Linked DNA regions of Ovis aries: region 1 is linked to region 2. The links are chromatin contacts, called in public Hi-C maps. All regions are on one chromosome and are shown on one strand. The core of a region is the stretch at or near the end of the contact, and the rest is flanking DNA. Distances in the headings are between cores, read along the strand shown.

What was found. Hi-C and Micro-C count contacts between places; a contact is called where the count stands out from the background.
Region 1: a Hi-C map of muscle shows a contact between it and region 2, with 6 times the contacts expected there. The contact joins the enhancer-like site here to the promoter of TRAPPC3 in region 2. A contact is called at or near these places in 5 of 16 Hi-C or Micro-C datasets (hypothalamus, liver, muscle and 1 more).

The regions. Positions count from the first base shown.
Region 1 is chr1:11,159,168-11,165,970 of ARS-UI_Ramb_v3.0, reverse strand. It overlaps THRAP3 (thyroid hormone receptor associated protein 3), which reads right to left. Exons shown (of 13, transcript XM_060419660.1): 5 at 3,517-4,422; 6 at 1,260-1,973; 7 at 178-350. Among named protein-coding and RNA genes, the nearest start is that of SH3D21, 15 kb to the left of the region's middle. Within about 2 kb of position 5,175, at least 2 of the 54 cell types and tissues checked have an H3K27ac peak or open chromatin away from gene starts, as enhancers often do. A contact at or near this core is called in muscle, where this site is marked.
Region 2 is chr1:11,049,395-11,056,120 of ARS-UI_Ramb_v3.0, reverse strand. TRAPPC3 (trafficking protein particle complex subunit 3) reads left to right here and starts at 1,738. Exons shown (of 6, transcript XM_042245486.2): 1 at 1,738-1,880.

The DNA.
Region 1 (6,803 bases), core at 3,926-6,425, 110 kb before region 2:
GATCAGAACATGGAAATTTATCCCTAGGAGACATTTCCTTCAAACCAGCCCCTAGGTTTAAAGGCCCTATCGATGAGATAAAGGTCCCCAACAGACTCCCTCATGTCTCATCCTTCTGCTTGTTAGGAAGCTAAGCATGTAGAAAGGGAACCTGAGCAGGCTGGGGTCAGGACTCACCTTTAACATGGTGAACGATGGTCACTATATGCTGGGCAAACAGCTCTGAGGGGCTCCGCTGAGACTGAGCTGACTGTATGTGCTGGAAAATGGATCGAAATTCCTGCTCCTTTTTGTTGCTATGAACTAGATCCCGACAAAGCTTTCGTTCCTGAGCCAATAAGCCACTGGGTCTGAAAAATAAACACAGGGTGGCCCAATGTAATAAGATACATAGAAAGTCAGAACATTTAAGTCCTAAAAATGCAAGCATACTTTTGAGAGAAGTGAATTTATCTGCAAAGTTCCTTTTTAAATTCCTAGCAAAGTACAAAGAACCTCAAGGCACGTAACTGTGGAAAAAGGGCATTTCATCCCTTGGAGTTTAATAGAAACAAATGGGCAGGATGAAGGATAAAACCTCAGTGATTCTGTTCTGGAGGTGGTGGTGGTGGTGGTGGTGGTGGGGTGGTCTCTGCTGATTTTAATGCATGACAAACAGTAAGGAATCTTACAGGGCCACTCAGTAAAGTGACACAATGCAGCAAGAGTGGGATGTGGCTAGACTGCTCAGCAGACTTCCAACTGGCTGTGCAACTTTCACACCAGGTGAAAAGCAGCCTGGGCCTCAGAACTCTTTCCTGAAGTTCTCAAACCCTGCACCCCAGCCCCAACTTTCAAACCATTATATTATTTGATGAAGGCCTGATGTAATACACATTGTGACTTAGCTAAGAATGAAAAAATGGATCCTGCATGGTTCCACAGGCAAAGACACCCTCAGCACATTAGGAAGACAATGGACAGGAGTGGAATGGGGAGAGGGTGTATGATGTGATGAATGCAGTGCAGGAGAGAAGCAGAGGCGACCCAGCACTACGACAGACAGCCACTCCAGACTAAAGACGCTTCGCGAGACTGCCCCAAACACGCGATTACTCTGTGATGCACACTTCTCCCACGAAAACAGGGAGACACAAGAGCATTCACACTGAAAATGAGACAGTGGGAGAAATAAAAGAGGGGTTTGTCCTCGTTCTAGAACAACCTTATGGAGAGAGGTTAGGCTAAAGCCCTGAGGATCAAGATGGACTACATCTCACCTTGCAAGGTCCTCATCGAAAGAGTCCATCCGGACATTGACTTGGGCCTCTCGGGTGATAGAAAAGGAAGACTTCCCTGTGGGAAAGTCTCCTTTGGCTCCTAGCTTCTCTCGGCTCTCAGAAGTCTTTCTTGGGGGAGGCGAAGAGCTCTTCTCCTGGACTGCTTTGTATGCAGTCACTCGGAAATTCTTTTCAGGCACAAATCCCCTGTGCCCACTTTCGCTTCTCTTGGATCCTCCTCGCTCCTCCTTTTTGGATCTCTCTGAAAAGGATTCCTCCTCCAACTCCTCCGTCTTTCTCTGCTTTTCCTTCCCTGGAGGTGCGTACACCAGGCCCTCCCATTTGCCTGACTTCTCCTCCTCCTGGTTTTTGCTTGCACCTGCTATGACTTTCGACATGAATTTGGGTTCATCATCAAACTCAGATTCCTTCCTTCCTTTAGCCTTGTCTTTATCTTGATCGTCCATCTCCTCCTTGTGGAAGTCAGCCATCTTCTTCTCAAAGTCATCTCGAAGCTTATACCTTTTGGGAGACTGGCTACCCCGAAAAGGCTTCTCAGTATCAGTTTTGGGAGCAAATGAATCAGATTTCATTTTTGCATCACCCAATCCCGCATCAGAGAAGCTCCCTTTCTCTTTCATTTTCTCTTTGTCAGTATTTGTTTGTTTCTGTTCCTTATCTTTTCCATTTTCTGTCTTCTGTTCATCTAGATACCTAGTTATGAAAACACAAGGGAGACACACAAGAGACTTAAACCACCTGATCCAAAATAAAACAGCACCATTATGGTCTTAGGTTTTTGACTCTCTAACAAGCATGACTTGTGGATTCCAGTGTTGCCAAAGGTGTCTTGATTACTTTTTTGGTAATTTCTGAAAAACTGCTCTTCACAGGTTTATGAACTTACCATTTAAAAGATAAATAAATGTTCTGTGGAGTTGTATATTACAAAAACAAGCAAAAAGAAAATAGCAAAGGCAATTTTTAGGATACTAAAAAACAAAAACCTACTTACCTGTAAGCGGTCTAGGAAAAAAAAAATTAAGGTCTTATCCAACCTTCACTCAAGTCACTTAAAATCTGCTTTCAGCAAAGTTAACATAGAATGTTCAACCTTGGACTGTTTTGCTTTTATACAACTCACATTTGGAAATACAAGTCTCAAAAGAGACTTCAAATTTGCTTCAAGTCACCTAGAAGACCTAAGTATGAAATATACTGTGAACACAAATAAAAACAAAATACATGTTAATTGGGGGAGGGGGCAAAATTCATCCCACTCAATTCTTATGGAAAAGCAGAGTTCATGCCCAAGTGTTCTAATAAGATTCACAGTCCTGGCAAGGAACAAAACCTGTATTTTAAAGCAGACTTACTGAAGGCTGGGAAGTACAGGTTCTGAACATCTTATCTGTACCATTTATGGAAAAAGTCTAATCAAATTACAGTTGCATTAATATGGCAAAAAAAAAAAAAAAAGAACCAAAAAAGGAACCAAAGGGACAGCAGGGCATCAAAGAAAAAGCTAATAAGAGAAAAAGGGGGAGTTGGGGGCAGGAGGGGCACCTGCTCCGTAGGTCCCTCTTGACAACGTGGTCCCAATGCAACTTCCCTGTTACGTTTCTGCCATCCCAATGCATACAACCACACAAAACAAAGACTCATGCTCCAACTCACCGTGTCCCTCAGGGTAGAAAAACAGAAGCGCTATTATGTCCTCTCCTAACATGCAGCCCGCTTGGCTTCTACTGGAATATACACCCACCTTGTGCTTTTATAACAAGGTCTTCCTGGACTAAGCCTTGGACTTTCCCATTCTGCCCAGTCTCCTCAACTGCAGGGTGGGAGGGTGCAGCTCTTCATCATGATGGGCGGGTGCAGATCGATCATAGGTGGATCTTAGAGGGTCTAACAGCGCCAATAGCCATTCATTTTGGTAAAGACCACATTTTTTTGATAGCTGACCCACAAATCTCTACTGTTCTCTGGCTTACACTGGTAGAATCCAAGGCAAACTTTAAATGTGAAAACATCATTGCAGAGTAATCTAGAATTTGTGCTGCAATACAAATTCAGGAAGGTAGGAAAACCAGAGTTAAGCTAAAGGTTTCCTTGGATGATGCTTTCAAACTGGCGAAACGAAACTTTAGGAAATGGGAATTACCGTATTACTATTAATCAGAGCTCTAAGGATCATATTACAACTAAATTGCCAGCTGGTGAGATAAAAACAGAAAGGGGAAAATGAGGTACTTGCCTCTTTGTATAAGCTGCTCCTCCTGGAGCACCAGCCTCCTCCTTCTGAGATGAGCCATATGTTGAGCCAGTGGCTGGTGGACTCTTACCCACAGGACTCTTTTTGGATGGGCTCAAGGACCCTGAGCCATGGTCAAACTGACCTTGGTGAGTCCCACCCTGGTACCCAGCACCACTCTGCAGAGTTGAGCCCATCTGGGATGTGCTGGAAAGTGGAGGGCTAGGTTTTGGCACAGGGCTAGGACGAGGTGATCGCCGCCTCACCACCACAGACTGGAGGGGGCTTTTGAGAGCTGGGCTTCGCTCCCGGGGACTCAGCTCAGACACCCCTGAGGCCCGTGATGCAGAACCAGCACTGTATGTGGTGGCATCTGGCCACGGCTTTGAGCTCTCAGATGCTTTTGGGTCTTGAGAGGTGCCTCCAGAGAATGGCTGCTCCTTGGCCTCATCTCCCTGGTTATCACCAGCAGCCTGGGACGGCCGGCTATCCTTAGAAGAGGACTTTTTCTCCTTCGCAGACTTGCGCTTAGAAGATTCAACTCGGCTGTGGTTGGAGGAAGAGCGAGAGGACGAGGAACGCCTTGACCTATCAGAGGAAGACTTATCGGAGTTTCTGGAGTGGCTCCTGGACCTTGGTGATGGGGACCTTCTCTTTGGAGACCGGGATCGGGAACGGCCCCGACGAGGACTGTATGCTTGCCGGTAATTCTGCCAATTTGAGCGGTAGTTTCCATAGCCTCCTCGGTTATACTGGCCCCATGGATAAAAGCCTCTGTTGCGCCCACGGAAATAATAGGGCCTTCTATAGCCTCTGTTGTGACCTCGGAAATCTCGATTCTGATATACTCTTGGGTGATTTCTCTCTCTGTTATGAGCTGGAGAATATGATCTGGAACGAGACCTAGAACTGAAAGAGGGGCAGGGGACGGAAGAAAAGTTTGAATTTTTGACACAAGCATTTTCATTCAAGAAAAACCTGCCAACAAAGAGGTAAAGCCCTACTCTTATGTATCATTTATTTTCAAACAAAAGGTACAAACTTAAATAGTTAATCCTACTCTACTCTTATGGCCACATTAAGTACAAAAATTAAAAGATCACTTTAACAAACCAGACACTGAGATGACTCATTAATGCTACTGTAGCACATTCTACATGGCGATATATTTCTACAGTGACTGAGGGAATATAAAAATGCTCTCAATGTACTAAACATTTTAATATAGTATACTAATTAGTTTCACAGGCGCAGAGGATTTTACAGATACGTCCCCACATCACTGGAGGAGAGGACGAACTGCAAGTTGTGGTACCCAGAGAGTTAAGTCTTCAGGTCCCCTGGCCTCACTTGGTTTATTCCCTATCCCACCCACCTCTGTCTGTGCAGGGCTAATTTCTTGGCTTCCACCAAGATTTGGGTTTGTGAAATACAGCTGCGACATGTCGAAACCAAAGAACACTTAAATAGGGACTGAGAGAATGCATCTGTTCAAAGCTTAAAAAAAATTTCAACTGAAATCAGATCAACAAACCAAGTAAATATTGTTGTTTTTTTAAACTGGGAATCTGGAAATGGTCTCACTCTCTAGAAGGTCAAGTTTCTATGGCTGAACTACAAGGTCTTCCACAGGTGCCACAAGAGGGCACCATCTGACCATAACACACCCAAGCACACAACATGGCAGCCAAGAGACTACAAACACCCCCACACCTGCACATCTGTCAGGCCAGTGCTCTTCCTCATTTAACAATACAGAACTCTGAGTTAGCAAAGGCCCATTTCCAGAACTATAGGGACTGAACAGTCATCTAACTCCGTAAAAATCACATGTTCACTATTAAGTGGGTTTCTGGAGCAGGCTCTGTCCACTCCAGGCATCAACCTGATATTGCAGTACCTCCAGGAACTGGGCTGGGATGATATTAGATGTTTACAAATGCCAGACTTATCGATGACAAGGAGGTCTGTTTCCATCAAAAAGCCAAAAGCTGTACTTGCTGGTATAGGAATTTACTGGGCTTCCTCAATACCACTTATTGTGTCAACTATAATATAGAGCATTAATTGGTCACTACTCCTAAGTATTAACAGTTACCTAGAAATATGTAAAATTAATAGAAAACTCCCCCCAAATTTTCTTTATATACAGAATAAAAACCCTTCAGTTCATAAGCAGGCCTTCCAATATCAGACCTAATTGGAACCATACCTTTTTATCTGTTTGCTTGTAAGTTTTATAAATAACTCCACTTAGCAATGTGACAGGTTTTAACAACTAGTAATGTGACAGGTTTTAACAACTAAATAAAATGTTATGTTTAGAAAGAAACTTGGAAGATAAAATAGGATTGGTTTTCCACTACCCATTGTGTTCAGGTTCTTTATCTACCCCAAGAACAAGACCTGGTAAAGATGCAGCAAATTGCTGGCTGTTAATGGTTGCTATTTAAGTATGATTAAAAACAAAACAAAACAAAACAAAACTTACCTTTCACACTTTTCATTCGAAAACAGTAACAATACAAGAAAGAAGAAGGGAGAAGCAGACGCGGCTATGAAACTGAATATGACCCGATTTAAGGCTATACTTGAGGTAGGTGATGACCACCAGCACTGAGGAGGGTTTAATTCATGCTCCCATCCTCACAGGCTACTGCTGCTTCTGTCACCAATTATTAGTGAGGGCCCTGCGGCACACTGCATCCAAAACCCGCAGTCACTGCACAGATGCAGGAACATGAGTCTCTGCAGATTGCAAATGAAGTTATTTAGAAGTCACTTAAAAGGATACAGTCTGTGAAATATAAGGAAACAACCAATTTTCTCCAGTTCTGTAGAACTCAGCAGTTAAGTTAAATTAAAGACATGGTTTCTCAAACTCTCTGGATAGTATACTTTCCTTATAGGAGAGGGGAAACAAAAGAAAAACATGAAACAGATAAGCCAGAAATAAAAACTGAACATCCAGTGGCAAATTTATCTGTTTCTAAAAAACAGAGAAGTCAGACTAGAATTAAATATAAAAACATTTTTCTAGTAAAGATATTCCTCCAAAATAATCTTCCAGGCATTAAGACAGCACATAGAGTGACTCCAGACCTACCCCAAAACATACTGCCTGCCTAAGATATCTTTCCCTCATTTACCAAGTTGATGGCCATGCCAAATGATATGTGCAATAAGGAGATGCGATCTGTCCAGAAAACCAGTTATCACCAATACTGCAGAGTTGGTGAGCATTCTTCATTTTGGTTTATGTCAGTTCAATTCTTTCTCTCAGTTTCAGT
Region 2 (6,726 bases), core at 489-2,988:
TGGTAGTTGGGACTGAGAGCCCTTGAAGAAGTTACTAAGGAGCCAGGAGATCTTTTAGACTAGCCTGGAAAGGACCCCGCCCCCACCCTTGATTCAGGACTGCTGACTCTCCCTTGGAGGAGGAGTCCCAAAGAAAAAGAAGCCAAAAGGAGGAATCACAGGCAGAGAGGGGAAGAATCTCAAGAGGCTGTAAGATGGGCAGGGAGAGGCTCCGCCTGGCCTGACAGCAGGCTGGGTGGGGTCGAGCGGCTGGCTGTGACTGTGACTCAGGTTTCTGTGGGCAGCCAAGGGCAGCCGGCAGGGAGGAGCCCAGACCAACAGACAGGCCAGCCAACTGCAGCTTTCACCTCAGCTGTCCTCTCTCCTGGGAATGCAGGAGGTTCTTCTCTAACTTTGCTGGCCTCTGAGGGCTAGCCCACCCCTGCTCTCTCATCCCCACCCCCAACTGACCCTCATGTTCCTTCCCAGAGCCCTCAGCCCAGGCACTGACACAGGACAGAGTCAAAGGTCACTGCCTCTAGAGAGTCCCCAGCATGTCTGTGCCACAGGAGAAGAGTAAAATAATAATTGGTTCTGCACCGAGAGGGACAGACTGGGGGAATCTTGGGTACTGGTTTTCAGGCTGAGCAGCTTGGGCCCCCCAGCCTTCCCCAGCCAGGATGGCTCAAGTCTGGTCGGGCTGGTTGTCATGGTGAAGACTAGGGGCTAGAATGCAGCTGCCAGAGTCAGGCTACCAGGCCTAAATCAGAAGACGGGGCTCAGGGACTCAGCACAGTCCTCTCAGAACTGACTAGCCAGGCAGGGATGGTTGGAGCTGAAACCAAAGAACTATGGTCAGGGACGGTAGGACTTCCCTTTGGTGATGGGTGAGGGTGTGGCCCGCTCATTCCCCTCGTATTTCTGGGGCCTGTTTGCAGGGCTGTGCTTTCAGAGTGGCTGAAAGAAAGGGAATGCACGTTTACTTTGTGCCAAGTGCTCTGCATACATGTCTCACCGACCTTCACAACAACCAAGAGAGCCAGCAATTTGCCTAAAATGGCAAAGCTAGGATTAAAATCCAGAACCGGCTGCTACCAACGTGATCTTTCTTTTCTGGGAACCAGTCTTGTTCTAGGGAAGAGAGAGGGAGAAATTGACCTGAACTTTATCAGACTGGATATTTCATCAGGAAGCCACGGTGGTAGGATGCAGGTGCTCGCTGCCTTTGGGGTTTGGGGACAGATGACGGTTCGAAGAGAAAGTCACTGGTGAAATACTTGTCACATAGTAGGTGGTCATCAAATATTTTTGTAAAGCAGCAGCCAGATCTGTGTAGGAGCCATGGCCAATTTTCTGGGACATCCTGGGAGCTTCTGCCTCTGAATTGCAGCAACAGCGGAAGAAGCTAGTTTGAAAGAGGGACTTTCCAAGACCATCCCTGGCGGGAGGAATTTGCGGAGCATCAGAGTGACGATTAGGCAGGGTGGGAAAGAACTGTGTGGATGATACAGGATTACTGCAAGCTGCGGACGCCACCCAGCGGCCATAAACCAGGCGATAGGGAGCCATGTTACAAGAGTCCTCTGTGCGCGGAGCATTCTGGGAGTTGTAGTCGGGCTGCACTAAGGGGCGGTGTTGCCAGTGGGGCTGTTGGGTGCTGTGGTCCGGCGTTTATTGGGCGGGAAGAACCCTCGTCTGCCGGACTACGAATCCCGTGGTGCCCCGCGGCCAGCTGCGCAGGCGCGGTGAGTCGGTGCCGGTCAATCCTTAACGCTGAGGGGGCAGCGAGCTGGGTCGAGCAGTGTTGGGAGGGGTTGCCGAGTGGGTCTGTGGCGAGGCAGGGTAAGGCGGCTGGCACCATGTCGAGGCAGGCGAACCGTGGCACCGAGAGCAAGAAAATGGTAACCGGAGCGTGTGACCTCGGCGGGTGGGGCGGAATGGAGGTGTTCTGGGGAAGGGGCCCAGCGCGGGGTGCAAGTCTCAACTGGAAAGGCGCCTTCTACCAGCCCTGGGAGGGAGTGGTTCCGCTGGAGGGAAGAAAGGGGCTCATTGGTGGGTCGAGAGCGGAGACTAGCTCTGGGAGCGTGCCGGGTGCGGGGCAGGTTGGAGGGCCGCTGGAGGAGCTCGAAGACCTCTTCCCCCGCCACCTGAGTGCGATTGGGTACGAGACCAACAACGACGGCGACGATAATAGTAGCTCCCACTGTTGCTCTCTTGCTGCATTAGGCGCTGGGCCAAGCACTTTACGTCTATTATCTCATTTAACCAGCAAAATAACTCGTCAGGTGGATGATAAAATCGCCGTTTCAAAACTCAGAGGTTGCATAACTTGCCCCTATTTACAGCTAAGACGAGTTAGGATTTGAACCCGTGTCTCTCTGACTTCAAAGCTAATGCTTCAGACTACTGGACTATAATGTCTCCCACATTGTGCCGTGGGCATTGTGAGATGCTCAGGTACTGATTTAACCAGAAAGCAAGAGAGTAAGGGGGTGGGCCAGAGTAGACCGTAAGTGGTCCCCCTCTGGTGAAGGTGGACAGGCTCCTTTCTTGTCCTGGAAATAGTAGGACACCATCTATCCTAGAAAGTTTGGCTGCCGATGGGGGCTGGCCTGGAAAGTAAAGTGGATGATGTTTTTCTCCAAACTAAGGGGATTTCTTGACAGGTGTTTCTTTTCTTTGGCATCTTCTTACTTCCTCTAGAATTGCCCATTTGTCTTTATTTTCTGATTTACAAACTGAGTTATTGAAGGTCGCATGCAGGGCAGATCTGCGGCCTTTTGTTGACACTCAGCTCTACAAAAGATGACAACTTCCATTACACCTTTGTATCTTATACCAGGAACAGCCACCAAATATGGGCAGCAGGAGGCCCTGTTACTCCAGAGTAGTACTGTACTTTTCCTCTGTCGGATCTCTTTGAAAAGTAGATAATAGCTGTGGACCTCCCCAGGAATAGTAAATAGACAAACATAAACAGACATTTACTTACATTTAGGGGGAACTTGTGGGCCCCCGAAAATACTCTGTGAATCATAGGTTAAGAATTCCTGTTTTGGAGGAAATAAGAAGAAAAAGGAAGAAGAGTGTTTTGCTAGGCAGCAGTGTCATGCAGGTTAGCGGTCCCCAACCTTTTTGGAGTTAGGAACCAGTTTCATGGAGGCCAGTTTTCCATGGGGCGTGGGGTGCAGGTGATTTGGGGATGGTTCAAGCGCGTTACATAATTGTGCACTTTATTTCTGTTACTACATCAGCTCCACCTCAGATCATCAGGCCTTAGATCCCAGAGGTTGGTGACCCCTGATGTATTGTAAAAAGCATGGATATTTGTTGGAATCCTGATTGGTCCTCAGTTTACTTATCTATACAATGGGGAAATAATGCCTTTCTAGGATTAAGTGAGATAACAGTGTAAAATGCAAGGGACATCATATATGTTTATTTTCCTCTCCTTTTCCTCTGTGAGCAGATATCAGAAGTTTTCCTGTTTAGTTTTCATATCTAACTCTTTTTCGTATCTTTTTTAAAAACTTGAAACCAACATTGAAACTTTTAATACAAGTTTAGCAGGAACCTTCAGTCCCCACCCGGCATCCCTCAGTATTCACTTAGTTTTGGCAACCCTCAGTATTCACTTAGTTTTGGTGAATTGAGGGAATTAGGGACTGGCATCAGTGCACTCCTGCTTCAAGAGTTTTGCTACTGCTGTGGTCTCTGCTTGGAACCTTTCCCCCAGAGAGTAGCTCCTCCTCACCTCATTTACAGGTACTCACCTCCACCTGACTAGTTCTCAATCCTCTTACTCTGTTTCTCTTCAAGCACTGTCTATTTCATTTAAAATGCTTCATTATAAATTATGTATTTACTTGTTTGTTTATAGTCGCCCCATGAGAATAACTCTACGAAAGCAAGGGTTGATTTGTTAACTGCTGTACTTCCAGCACCTAAAATGATGCTTGGCACTAGGCAATCTGTATTAAGTGAGTGACATGAAGGTTTGGTGCATCCTGTCATTCAGTTCCTATTGGTACCCACCTGAGGCTTGTCACGTGATCCTCTTTGTAGCCACCTGGTTTTGACATGCTCCCCTTCTTTCCTGTCTGCCTGGGGAGCTTCTGCCTCTAGCAGTCCACTTCCCAATCAGCCCAGCCTTCTGCTAATTGCTGTGTTCCCAGTTAACCCTTCCGAAACGTAAATGGTGAATATGGCCAAGTAATTAGATCTCTGCTTTTAATCTGTGCAAAGAGAAACAACCCATTTGTCTAGCAAACTTTTCCTGGGGCCCAGCTCTGTGTAAAGCATTGTGGGAAATGCAGAGTTGAAGTCCTAGTCCCTAACCCTGAGAAGCAGTCCTCTATGAGAGAGGTTGAAAAATATACAATGCCAGGAGCATAGAAGTGTCTGGGATTGAGCCCTGGCTTCACTGCTTACTTGTGTGACCTTGGGCAAGTGTCTTCATTGCTATCAACATCAGTTTCACTATCTTTATTTATTTATTTTTGGCCACAGCAAGCAGCTTGAGGAATCTCAGTTTCCCCTACCTGGTATTGAACCCATGCCCTCTACAGTGAAGCATGGAGTCCTGAGCACGGGACCACCAGGGAAGTCCCAGCAACCTTTTTCTTTTTACATTAAAGTTTATCTACAACACTATGCTAGTTCCATGTGCATATAGTGATTCAATGTTATTAGGTTGGTGCAAACATGATTTTTTGTTTGGACTGTGGTTTTGGACTGTGAATTTTAAATCATTATAACTAGGCTCAAACACATCTTTATTAATCAAAATAGGAACCAACACATTTTTTTGGTTGTACAAACAACACATTGTTGCCAACAAGAAATAAGCGTGTTCATTTCTATAGTGTAAAAATCTGTGATTTGGGATTCGACGAACTCTTGGAAAGCATTTTCTGCCTGCTGCTGGTTGTGGAAGCATTTTCCCTGCAAAAAGTTGTCAAGATGCTTGAAGAAGTGGTAGTCGGTTAAATGAGGTCAGGTGAATGTGGCAGATGAGGCAAAACTTTGTTGCCCAATTCGTTCAGCTTTTGAAGCGCTGGTTGTTCGACCTGTGGTCAGCCGTTGTCTTGGAGCAGAATTGGGCCCTTTTTTGTTGACCAATGCTGGCTGCAGGCGTTGCAGTTTTCAGTGCATCTCATCGATTTGCTGAGCATACTTCTCAGATATAATGGTTTCGCCAAGATTCAGAAAGCTGTAGTGGAAGAGACAGGCAGAAGACCCCCAAACAGTGACTGTGACCGTTTTTTGGTGCAATTTTGGCTTTGGGCAGTGGTTTGGAACTTCTTGGTCCAGTCACTGAGCTGGCTGTTACTGGTTGTCACATAAAATCCACTTTTCGTCATATATCATAATCTGATTGAGAAATGGTTCGTTGTTGCATAGCATAAGAGAAGATGACACTTCAGAATGATGATATTTTTGATTTTCAGCTCATGAGGCACCCACTTATTGAGCTTTCTCACCTTTCCAGTTTGCCTCAAGTGCTGAACCGTAGAATGGTTGACATTGAGGTCTTTGGCCAATTCTCGTGTAGTTATAACAGGATGAGCCTTGATGAGCCTCTCAATTGGCCATTGTCGTTGCATGCTTGTCACCTTCCGATGGCCGGCCACTGCGCTCCTCATCTTCGAGGCTCTTGTCTCCTTTGCAAAACTTCTTGAACCACCACTGCACTGTACATTTATTAGCAGTTCCTGGGTCAAATGCATTGTTGATGTTGCGAGTTGTATCTGCTGTTTTATGACCCATTTTGAACTTGAATAAGAAAATCGCTCAAATTTGCTTTCTGTGTAACATCATTTCCCTAGTCTAAAATAAACATAAGGGACTTTCCTGGTGGTCCAGTGGTTAAGATTCTGAGCTTCCAGTGCAGAGGGCCCAGGTTCGATCCCTGGTCAGGGAACTAGATCCCACATGCTGCAACCAAGAGCTCACATGTTATAACTAAGACCCGGCACGGCCAAATAAATATTTTTTAAAAATAACAAAATAGAATAAACATAAAATAAACAGCAAGTAGTGTCATTAGCAAAAAATCATACAGTGAGACATACACATTAAAATGATGTATAACATGACCACATTTATTTAAGAATGTATTCCAGTATCAAACAGCAGAGTTCAACAATGTAAAACCACAATTATGTTTGCACCAACCTAACACTATACACAGAGAAGGCAATGGCACCCCGCTCCAATACTCTTGCTTGGAAAATCCCATGGGCGGAGGAGCCTGGTGGGCTGCAGTCCATGGGGTTGCTAAAGTTGGACACGACTGAGTGACTTGACTTTCACCTTGCACTTTCCTGCATTGGAGAAGGAAATGGCAACCCACTCCAGTGTTCTTGCCTGGAGAATCCCAGGGACGGCGGAGCCTGGTGGGCTGCTGTCTATGGGGTCGCACAGAGTCGGACACGACTGAAGCGACTTAGCAGCAGCAGCAGCAACACTGTACACTACAAAATGGTCACCACACAGGCATTCTTGTTAGTAAAGATGTTAACTAACCTTTGTGTGTTTAGGCCTGCCCTTTTTTTGTGTTGTGACTATTCTCCAGAGCTCAGATGAGTTACTACTTAAGTAGCAGCCCTCAGAATCTCCCTTGACAGAAGGCTGGAGAGTGACGAAGAGGGAGGGACTCAGTCCTGTTACTGACCTTCCTTCCCTAGCATCTTGCGGGGCAGTCACACTGGATTATTTGTGTTGACAAAAATAGTAAGTATGACT